2 separate regions of the Oryctolagus cuniculus genome follow, and region 2 is linked to region 1. Evidence: chromatin contacts called from public Micro-C data. All regions are on one chromosome and are shown on one strand. The core of a region is the stretch at or near the end of the contact, and the rest is flanking DNA. Distances in the headings are between cores, read along the strand shown.

What was found. A called contact is a pair of places that touch in the nucleus more often than the background predicts.
Region 2: a contact with region 1 is called in a Micro-C map of ear pinna, with 4 times the contacts expected there. The contact joins the promoter of SERP1 here to the promoter of SIAH2 in region 1. A contact is called at or near these places in 2 of 6 Hi-C or Micro-C datasets (ear pinna and liver).

Annotation. Positions count from the first base shown.
Region 1 is chr4:130,612,518-130,617,286 of mOryCun1.1, reverse strand. It overlaps SIAH2 (siah E3 ubiquitin protein ligase 2), which reads right to left and starts at 1,579. Exons shown (of 2, transcript XM_008266327.3): 1 at 571-1,579. The coding sequence starts at 1,008.
Region 2 is chr4:130,846,694-130,851,366 of mOryCun1.1, reverse strand. SERP1 (stress associated endoplasmic reticulum protein 1) reads right to left here and starts at 2,616. Exons shown (of 3, transcript XM_017346842.3): 1 at 2,122-2,616; 2 at 1,806-1,881; 3 at 1-611. The coding sequence starts at 2,205. The coding sequence ends at 571. It overlaps EIF2A (eukaryotic translation initiation factor 2A), which reads left to right and starts at 2,673. Exons shown (of 14, transcript XM_002716262.5): 1 at 2,673-2,914. The coding sequence starts at 2,887.

The DNA of each region.
Region 1 (4,769 bases), core at 330-2,829:
CAGTACAAAAACGCAGCCACAACTCCTCAGTCCCGGGGAAGGCCAGCAGAGGGGAAGGCGTGGCTTGCAGGGCTTTCTGGTTGCAGGAGGAAAACAGGCTCGGGCGCCCTTTTTTTAGCTACACTCCCGGGAGCTCCCACGTGTCAGGGGTGTGCAGACCGGGGGCGCGGGGCGCATGAGGAATCCTGTACGAGCGCTGCCAAGCCGAGTGCTGGTAAATGCTGCCTTCAGCTCGCCCATTTCCTCCCTCCCCGGTCCCCACGGTGAGCCACCCAGTTCAAGTTTTACTTGGGCGGCCCAGCCGTACCGAGCACACCCGAGCACATGTCGGCTGAGGACGCAGGCACAGGGCACGGAAGGCTAGGATGTGTTCCCACCAGCAGCGAGAGGGCCAATCCTTCTGGGTTCAGTGTCCGGGCAAATGTCAATCAACCCAGAGTGACTCCCGAAGTGGACAGGCCGGCTCGGGGGAAGAGTGGACGTAGGGTAGACACTGCCCCCCCCCAACCCCTTCAAACAAGAAAGATGCCCCCCACCTCTCAGGGCCTGCCGACAGGTCCCCGGGCTTACCTTGCAGGGAAACAGGACCGCCGAGGCCACCTTCTCCATAGCCAGGTTCCTGATGCTGGGCGTTAGGGCACCCCTGCACGTCGGGCAGCAGCTCAACTTCTGGCGGCATTGGTTACACACCAGGTGCCCGGCCTGGCACTGCAGGATGGGGGGCAGGACATAATCAAAGCAGACCGGGCACTCGAAGAGCGAGGTCAGCTCGTGGTGCTGCGGGGACACCGGGCCGGCCCCGCCGCCACCGCCACCGCCGCCGCCGCCGCCGCCGGGGCCCGAGATCACCGCCGCCGCGGCAGGCACCGCGGACGAGCCGGGGCCCGCAGCCGAGATGGTGGCGGCGGCCGGGGGCGCAGCCGGGGACGGAGCGTGCTGGGGCTGCGGCGGCGGCTGCTTGCTGCAGGGTTTGTTAGCGCTGGGGCCGGTGGAGGACGGGCGGCTCATCGCGTTCGGAGCCCACCATGGAACTGCGGGCGCCTGCCTGCCGCGGGGCCGCCCGGGTCAAGGCGGTGCGCGCCCCGCGGGCGGCAGGCTCCGGGGCAACGCCACGGCGCCCAGCCCCCGGACCGGGCAACGGCGACGGTCGGCTCTCGGCAGGCGGGCGGTGGGCGGGTGGGAGATGGGCTGGGCCGCGCCGACGCCCTCCGCGGCCCCGGGCGATCCGCACAGCCCTGTGCGTCCCACCCGGCGCGGTGCCTTCCTCCCTCCCGGCGGCTTTCGGGCCCCGACCCCGAGCGGCGCGCAGAACCCAGCCCAGCAGCTTCTGGAGCGGCCGCTGACGCAAGCCCCGGGGGCGCGCGCGGACGTGACGCCTGGACACGTGTGCGGCCGCCCAGGCGCGCGGGGACTGGCAGAGCCACCCTGCGCCCCGGCGCGGGCTCCGCCCGGTTCCAGCTGGCGGCGCAGGGGGCCGCCCAGTGCGGGCGCTTCCTGCTTGGGGCTGCAGGGAGCACGCCCCGCTCGCCCCGGCCGCCGCCGCCGCCGCGCGGGGTCGCGGTTCCCGGTCCGGGAAGGAGGGCCGACCTCCGGCGTCCCGTGGCCACACCCCGGGTAGCCCAGCCGTCCCGTTCCCCACCCTCAAACCACAGGGGCAACTTCGGGCGCGCGGGGGCGTGGCCGGTGGGCGGGCCGGCACGCGAGCTGGCGGGGCGGGGCGCGGGCGCCGGGGACATGTCGGAAAAACCCAGAGGTCCTCTTCCCTCGGTTGAGTCACCAGCGCGTGGGGGAGGCGTGCGACGCAGCCCGCCGGGCTGTCGCGCTTGGAACGCGGGGTCGGGACCAGGGGCTCGGAGGGGGTCTGCAGCCGGCACCGGACCTAGTGCTGGACTGTTAAGGCCGGGGTTGGGCTACTCGGTGGTCCTGTCTCGAGGGGTGGACAGGAAACCCCCCCCCCCCCTTATTCAGTGACCAGCTGACGGGGAGGATGCCTTGGTGACCCGAGCATCTTTAATTTGCATAGCAGTTCGGGGGTGGGGTAGCGTAGGCTAAAGCAGAGTTGGAGATCATCTAGGGTGCGTCGTGAGGCTCAGGAAGACTGTGGGCGCTGCGTGAGGACCGGCCTCGCCGCGGAAGCGATTCTGGAGGCGTGGCAGCCCGGCGTGAACCCCGTGTTCGTTGAATGGTTAAGATGTGCTTCGGGTTAAATTACTTTTGTGCACACTTGCTTGAGTCAAGGGAACGGGCTGCTTAGTTGGGAATTGGGTAGTCTTTGTGGGACAGAGGTTAGAACAACAGGTTGTCAACTGGGTGAAAAATGGTGCCTGTGTCCTTGATGTCTGTGGCTTTGGGCAAGTTCTTTTTTTGTTTGTTTCTTTTTTTTCTTTTATTTATTTGAAAGAGAGTTACAGAGAGGACTTCCATCCGCTGGTTCACTCCCCAAATGGCCGCAACGGCTGGAGTTGCGCTGATCCGAAGCCAGGAGCCAGGAGCTTCCTTCTGGGTCTCCCCACGCTGGTGCAGGGGCCCAAGGATTTGGGCCATCTTCTGCTTTCCCAGGCCATAGCAGAGAGCTGGATCGGAAGTGGAGCAGCTGGGACTCAAACCGGCGTCCATATGGGTTGCTGGTGCTTCAGGCCATGGCTTTAACCCATAGCACCACAGCGCCAGCCGCAAGGGCAAGTTCTTAAAAAACTTATCTGGGCCTCAATTTCCTCATCTGTAGAAGTGGAATAAAGGCAATACTCATCTTATAGGTGGGTATTAAGGGTTAAGTGAGTATGCTATGTGTCAAATATGTCATATATGAGATATATCATAAGGTTCATTTAAATATTAGCTGTTTTAGGACATTTTAGTGAATGTTTAAACTTTTTTGAGTTATTTTTGAAAAGATTTATTTATTTGAAAGGCAGAGTTACAGAGGGAGGGAGAGAGACACTCGCCAAATTGCCACAATGGCCAGTCTGGGCCAGGCGAAAGCCAGGAGTCAGGAGCCAGGGGCTTCTTCTGGATCTCCCATGTGGGTGGCAGGGGCCCAAGGACTTGGTCCATCTTCCTTTGCTTTCCTAGGCACATTGGCAGGGAGCTGGATTGGAAAATGGAGCAGCTGGGACTTGAACCGATGCCCATATGGGTAACACAATGCCAGCCCCATATACTTAAAATTAATACTAGTGAATACCCATGGATAAAATAGGTCCAAGAAATATGCTATTAGAGCCTACAAAAAAATAAATAAATCACATTTTATTTATTTGAGAGGCAAAGAGACAGAGCTCCATCCATTAGGTCCCTCCCCAAATGTTCTCAACAGCCTGGGCTGGGCCCAACAGAAAGCAAGAACTGAGAACTCTATCCAGGTCTCCCAAGTGGGTGGCAGGGACTCAACCACTTGCGCCATCATTGGTTGCCTCCTGGGGTCTACACTACCAGGAGACTGGAACCGGAAGCAGAGTGGAGACTCCAACCTAGCACTCCAGTGCGGGAAGCAGGTGTTCCAAGCAGAGTAGTAACAGTCGTGCGTCCTGCTAGGCCTGAAGTGTAATCTCAGAAGGGGCATCTAGAAAGACTCCATGCATGGAATTGGTAGGAGTCATCTCAATTTTGGAAAAGGTAGCAGGCATAGGTGTCATTCCCCTGTGGTACGGGTCTCCTGCACTGTGTGGCGGCGGCTACTGTTAGGGCTCTGAGAGTGCCTTTATCCTGAATGTAAGGAGGCAGCTCCGGACCAAACCCTCCCCGGGGCAGGATTTCAGCTTTGTTGGAGCGGTGCAGATGGGAAGACACAGAAGGAGCTAAAGCTCAGAGTGAGAGAATGCATTCCCAGGGTGCAGTAGGACTTGCTGCTGGGGGGCGTGTAATGGGTGAGCAGGGAGGTGGGACCTTCAGCTGGTGTAGTAAGACCTTTACCTCAGTGTCAAAGTGTATCATGGTTGAACCTGCGTTTCTGGATAGATGCTGTGGGAAATGTAAAAAATACAAGTAACTAATAATTATTGAGTGCTCAGTATTTGTCAGAGTGGATGCTTTTAAGTATTTTTGCGGAAGTCTTACACGGCAGATACTACTGCTAACTGCTTCTCTTTAACAGCTGAGGGAGCAGCTGATGCTAATTTGCTCAAGGCCACACATCTGAGAACGTCAGCACACACTCTGGATTCCCCCCCACACACCGCTTTTGTTCCGCTAGAGAGAGAGAGAGAGAGAGAGAGAGAGAGAGAGAGAGAGAGAGAGAGAGAGAGACTCCACCTGCTGGTTGGCTCTCCTACTGCCCACAATGGCAGAGGGGCCAACCTAGGAACTGGAGACCAGATCTCAATCCAGATCTCCCACATGGGTAGCAGGGACCTAAGTATTTGAACCATCACCACTGCCTCCCAGGCTCTGCATTAGCAAAAGCTGGCGTCAGGAGCCAGAGTCGGGAATGGAACCCAGGCACTCCTCGGTCTTCATCACTGGGCCGAAAGCCTACTGTCGGAACCCTTGTTAACTCCAGGTCTGATTCCTCCCAGTGTTGCCCGACTCCTGCTTGCACTCTTGAAGGAGCTTAGATGAGCATCCTGGCAGAGACTTGTGTGGCCTGTGACAAAGTCCTGAATCCTACGGGCGAACTTTGCAGAACGTCTTCCCTTAGCAGCTCGTGGGAAACAGATTAAATCATTCTATTTATTCCACTTCCACCTTTTTGTCGCATAAAGGGGACAGAATAGGGATGAGAAAGAAAAAGAAATCATTCACAGTTTCATTGTTATTGGAGAAAATGGAAT
Region 2 (4,673 bases), core at 1,367-3,866, 230 kb before region 1:
AAGCTGTTAAAAAACTCTCAGGTGCTAACAGCTGTGACAGAACTAGGCTGTGTAGTTGCTCCATTGGTAAGCACCTTATTGTTAAGAGTTACAGGACTCTCTAAGGGAGTGTGCTTTTAATTCGAGAGAGAGTAATAAAGTGCCTAGCTGTGTAAAAACCAGAAGAGTCCAAATTTTAAAGTAAGCTAATTGCATTACACATAGGGTCAACAAAATCTAGACCCTGTGTACACAGATTTAATCTGATTCTCCTTACTGCATACTGTTTTAGTAACCACATTAAAAAAAAAAATCACTCTTTACTGACTGAATAAGTAGGGTCCACTACTATAGCTTAACAACCAAATTTTATTGCTTTTCTCATGTGGTGCTTTTGCAAGGCACTGTGGTATGGACTAGAAAACTTGGAATGACTCGTGAAGAAACCTTGGAATGACACAGAAGGATGATATGAAAGTCATTCGGAGGCAGGAGGCTTTACTGAATTGTTTTTAACCAGGGTATCAAACATCAGGAATGAGTTCAAGTTAAAATTCACAGGAGAATGGAAACATCTTTAGGTCAGTCACTTCACATGCCCATCCTGATACTTTGAATAATCTGGAAAATTGCTGTAAAGAGAAAGAGCAGATATTAAAATAAACTTTCAATAAAATAGGTCTGATAAGTAAAAACACCTATTAGCGTTGTTGGAAGAATCCAATGAGACTTTTACAATTATTTGTATGTGCTATACCTAACTTTATTGCAATAAAAGTGAAGACAGGCCTATCTTGATAAATAAAACTATTAAATGCCCATATGTTATTCTTTTAAAATCTCAGCTTCTCTGAAGTCCAAGTGTTCACGAGAGCTTGCAGAGAGGGAACCACTTTATAAAGTACTTAAAGCATCAAAAGTAAACAGGTTTCTGTAACACAGAATTATTTTGGTTTATCCTTAAATAATTAAGCATCCTTTTACGGCCTGGCTATAATATATGCATATTTCCTCATTCTCACAAAGCTGAAACTCAATAATCCTTTAAGGTTATATAAACTACTTGGCTCTTGGCCATTTATCAGGAAAGCTTCCAATTGGTAGGTTCAGGAGAAAGGCAAAGTGGAATGTTAAACAGAAATCTCCGTGTAACTTCAACATGTGGAAAACAGAAACATCTATTTCAACACTAAAGCTGGCGTATGAAGAGAATAAACGAAGACAAGAAAGATATTCTGCAGTCTGTTTGCAGAGGCAAGTGTCCATCACTATTAACAGCATCAGATTTTCTTACCATATGTCAGAACACTTCTCTCATTAATCCAAACACATTTGTCTTCCATGTTAAATTGCCCATCAGGTATGCTTCCTCTACAGTAAATCAATTCTTTGCACTTGCTCTACTTTATGAAATATATCCAATTTTCACATAAAGACAAGAGACTCCGCTACGTGTTACACCCAGTTTTAATATCCAGACACATGACGTTCAGAAGCTTCTTTGGAAAGGCACTGATAATGGGGCTGCACAACATTCTAAATTCTCATTCCGAGAGGCAAGTTTGGTTTTTGTTTCGTCTTAAATGTCTTCCAACTTGAACATTACCGCAGATCTGACCTCCTTTCTGATCTCCTCTGCGCACAAATCAAGCTGGGAGAAGTTTCTGGAGCACCACCCTCTGTGCATATGTGGGACAAGTAATTTGGTTCCGATGAAATGGAATTAAGTGGCGCTCTCGGCAGGTGGGTCGGGGCTGGACTCACCGCGGATCCGTCACCACGTCATCCCCAACCCTCCACTCGACGGGAGCCCCCAAAACACTTACCAGAGCCACACACAACAAAAATGAAGAGCGCCAACAACCAGGGTCCTACGGACGCCTTCTCTTCGGGGGCATTTCTCTGCAAAAGGCAAAACCCACCGTTTCACACGCAGAGAACCCACCGCCGGAGCCCGCACCCCCAGGGGGCCAGGCCCTCCCGCAAGTCTCCCCCGCGATCCAAAGACCCCCCGACTTATCGTCCAGCTCGCAGTCTGCGGCCCCCGGGGCCCAGAGGCGGAGACGCAGACGCGGCCCCAGGCCCGGGCCCGAGCCCGAGCCCCAGCTGCGGCACAGGACGGGGCGTCCACTTTCCCCTCACCGAGGTCTTGGCGACGTTGCCGCGCTGGGTGATGTTCTTGCTGTGCTTCTCGTTGGCCATACGGATCCGCTGTTTGGCGACCATCTTCGCGGCGCCAGCACCTGCCCGGCCACCCCTCGGACTCGCTCGCTTCCTTCTCCTCTCAGGCCACGGCCAGGCTCCGCTTCTGGTGGCCGCTCCGCCGGAGCTGGAGGCTCTTGGGCTGGGCGCTAGCTACGGCCGCTGGGCCTGGGCCCGGCGAGCGCGGGAGCTGAGCGCTAGCGGGGCGCGGACCGCCGACTGGCCGGCGGCGCGAGGCGGGCGCGCGAGAGGAAGCGAGCAGGCCGCCAGAACGTTCTTGCGCCGCCGCCGCCTCTCTGGCCGCCCCCGGGAGCGTGGAGAGAAGGCAGGAAGGAAATGCAACGCAACAAGCGAACTGTGCAGCCTGCCGCCTCGAACTACTTCGGGTTCGGGTGCCAACGTCAGCACTAGGCAGGCTCCACCCCGCGGAAGTGCGGGCTCCGCCCGCTGGCGAGGGAGGGCAAAGCAGGCACGCCCGCCCTAGCCCAGCCCTCCCACGTTGTGTAAAAATGTAGCCCCAGAGCTGCGCGTGCGCCTTCGGGTTCTCTTCCGGCTTCGCTCTACAACCGGAAGTTAGTTGGCCCCGAGGCTGGTGGCCCCGGAAACACCAACTCTCGGTCTCCACGCCGGAGGAGACGTGTAGGGGCTGGGTTCGACCCTTGTGAACTTTCACCCTGGCGCGTGGGTTTCTTTTTCCGGGACAAGATGGCGCCGTCCACGCCGCTTTTGACAGGTGGGTTCTGAACGAGCAAAGGACTCTTGCTTAAGAATAATCTCTTTTTGTATCTTTGCCCTTGAAGAGCTACCGTAGGAGCTTTGGAGTCCGGTCTGCCTTCGCCTGTAACTTGCGGAAAAGCCACACTTAATCTTTTGGGTTACAGCATGGCAGTCGGAAGTGAGGCGCCAGCATCCTCCCCGCCCCCCTGTACCCATCCATCATTCTTGCCGTTTCAGTCTTAAGAGATAGGAGGAAGAACCGAAAGCACTAGCTACATTTTTGACCCCTGAGTCTCCAGGAGTGGTGTCACACGGACCCTTGTGAAGTCGTTCAACTCTTAATAAGGACTAGAGGACTAGCATATGACGCATTGGTTTAGGATGACCATTCCATGTTAACTGCACCTGGACTTCAGTAATTCCAAATTCTATGCTCTCTGCAGTAACGAGGTTTGTAGGACTGGATAGGGAAGGTGCACCTGTAGAAGCAGGTTCCAAATGGTAGCGGTGTAGTTTGCAGTCGTAGCATTGAGCGTGATAGAGGGATCTAGCAACATTTGATATTGAAATGGGTATGAGCGTTTTAGAAGTTGAACATTAGTGAACTCCTGAGATTTTGAAGCTGAGACAGAGTGTAGTGTTGGAGAGGATGCTAAACTTGGGCTTGGACAGTGCCTGGAAAGACGCTGAACTCGGAATGGCTGGGAGTAGCCTCAACTAGCATATGAGTATTCTTATAAGACGGGTATTAGGAGGGAAAGGAAGCTTTTGATTAAGTCATGATAACTATGCAGAGGGGAAAAAGGCATTAGGAGAAATGTTGCCTGCTTTTTAGGAGGGGATCCTTTGCCTGGAGACTTGAAACGAATCTTAAGCTTTTGCACTTTCTGCCACGGGTGTTTTAAGATCTTTGTTGTTAAGCAATGTGCCTGCCACAGTTCATTCACCAAACATTTATCAAATGCTGACTATATAATGGAGATACGTATATGTAGATTATGTATTATAATCTAAAGATATATATAGGTTATGCATTAAAATCTAGAGATTGTTTAATTGACATAATCACATAATTAAATGGATTTTTTTCTTTAGCTTGTATGTTTACATTTTTGAATACTAAATGGTCATTTGAAGTCTAATTTAAAAAAATCAGTTCATCTAAAACTTGATAAATTCTTTTAAGATGCTTACAGTGGCTTCTCACTGCTTGCGTAGTCAATTCCGTCTTAGCATATAGAGCCCACTATAATTTTGGAATAGCTCCTGACATTCATTTCTTTCCTGCCAGTCATCTTATTGTGTGTCCCACTAATACTGAACTGCTTAGAAATCCTTTTGAAGAACCTATCTCTTCAGCCCAGGGCTAGCTTATTCCTCTTGTTGATTAGGCAGACGTCTTTGCATCTGTTAAGATTCCTTTCAGACACCATTGCTCCCTGTGAAGCCTTTCCCCACTTTGCAGAATAGAGTCAGGCACTCCCTGGGCTGTTTTTGTAACCCCTGAACACTCAATTCTGACCCCCCCCACACACACACTTATCGTGTAGGGTAATTGTCTAGTTTTTCAGATTTTTTCCTTCCTGCTAGATTGTAAGCCCTTTGATGTCAGGACAGGGTCTTATTCATCCCTGTCTTCTCAGTACCTAGTACAGTACCTGGTAAACTTGGGAACTCTAAATGTTTACTGGAGGAATGGGGTAGGCATTTTACCTAGCAGTTAAGGCACTGACGTCCTATGTCTGACGGGGTTCAAGTTCTGCTTCCATTCCAAA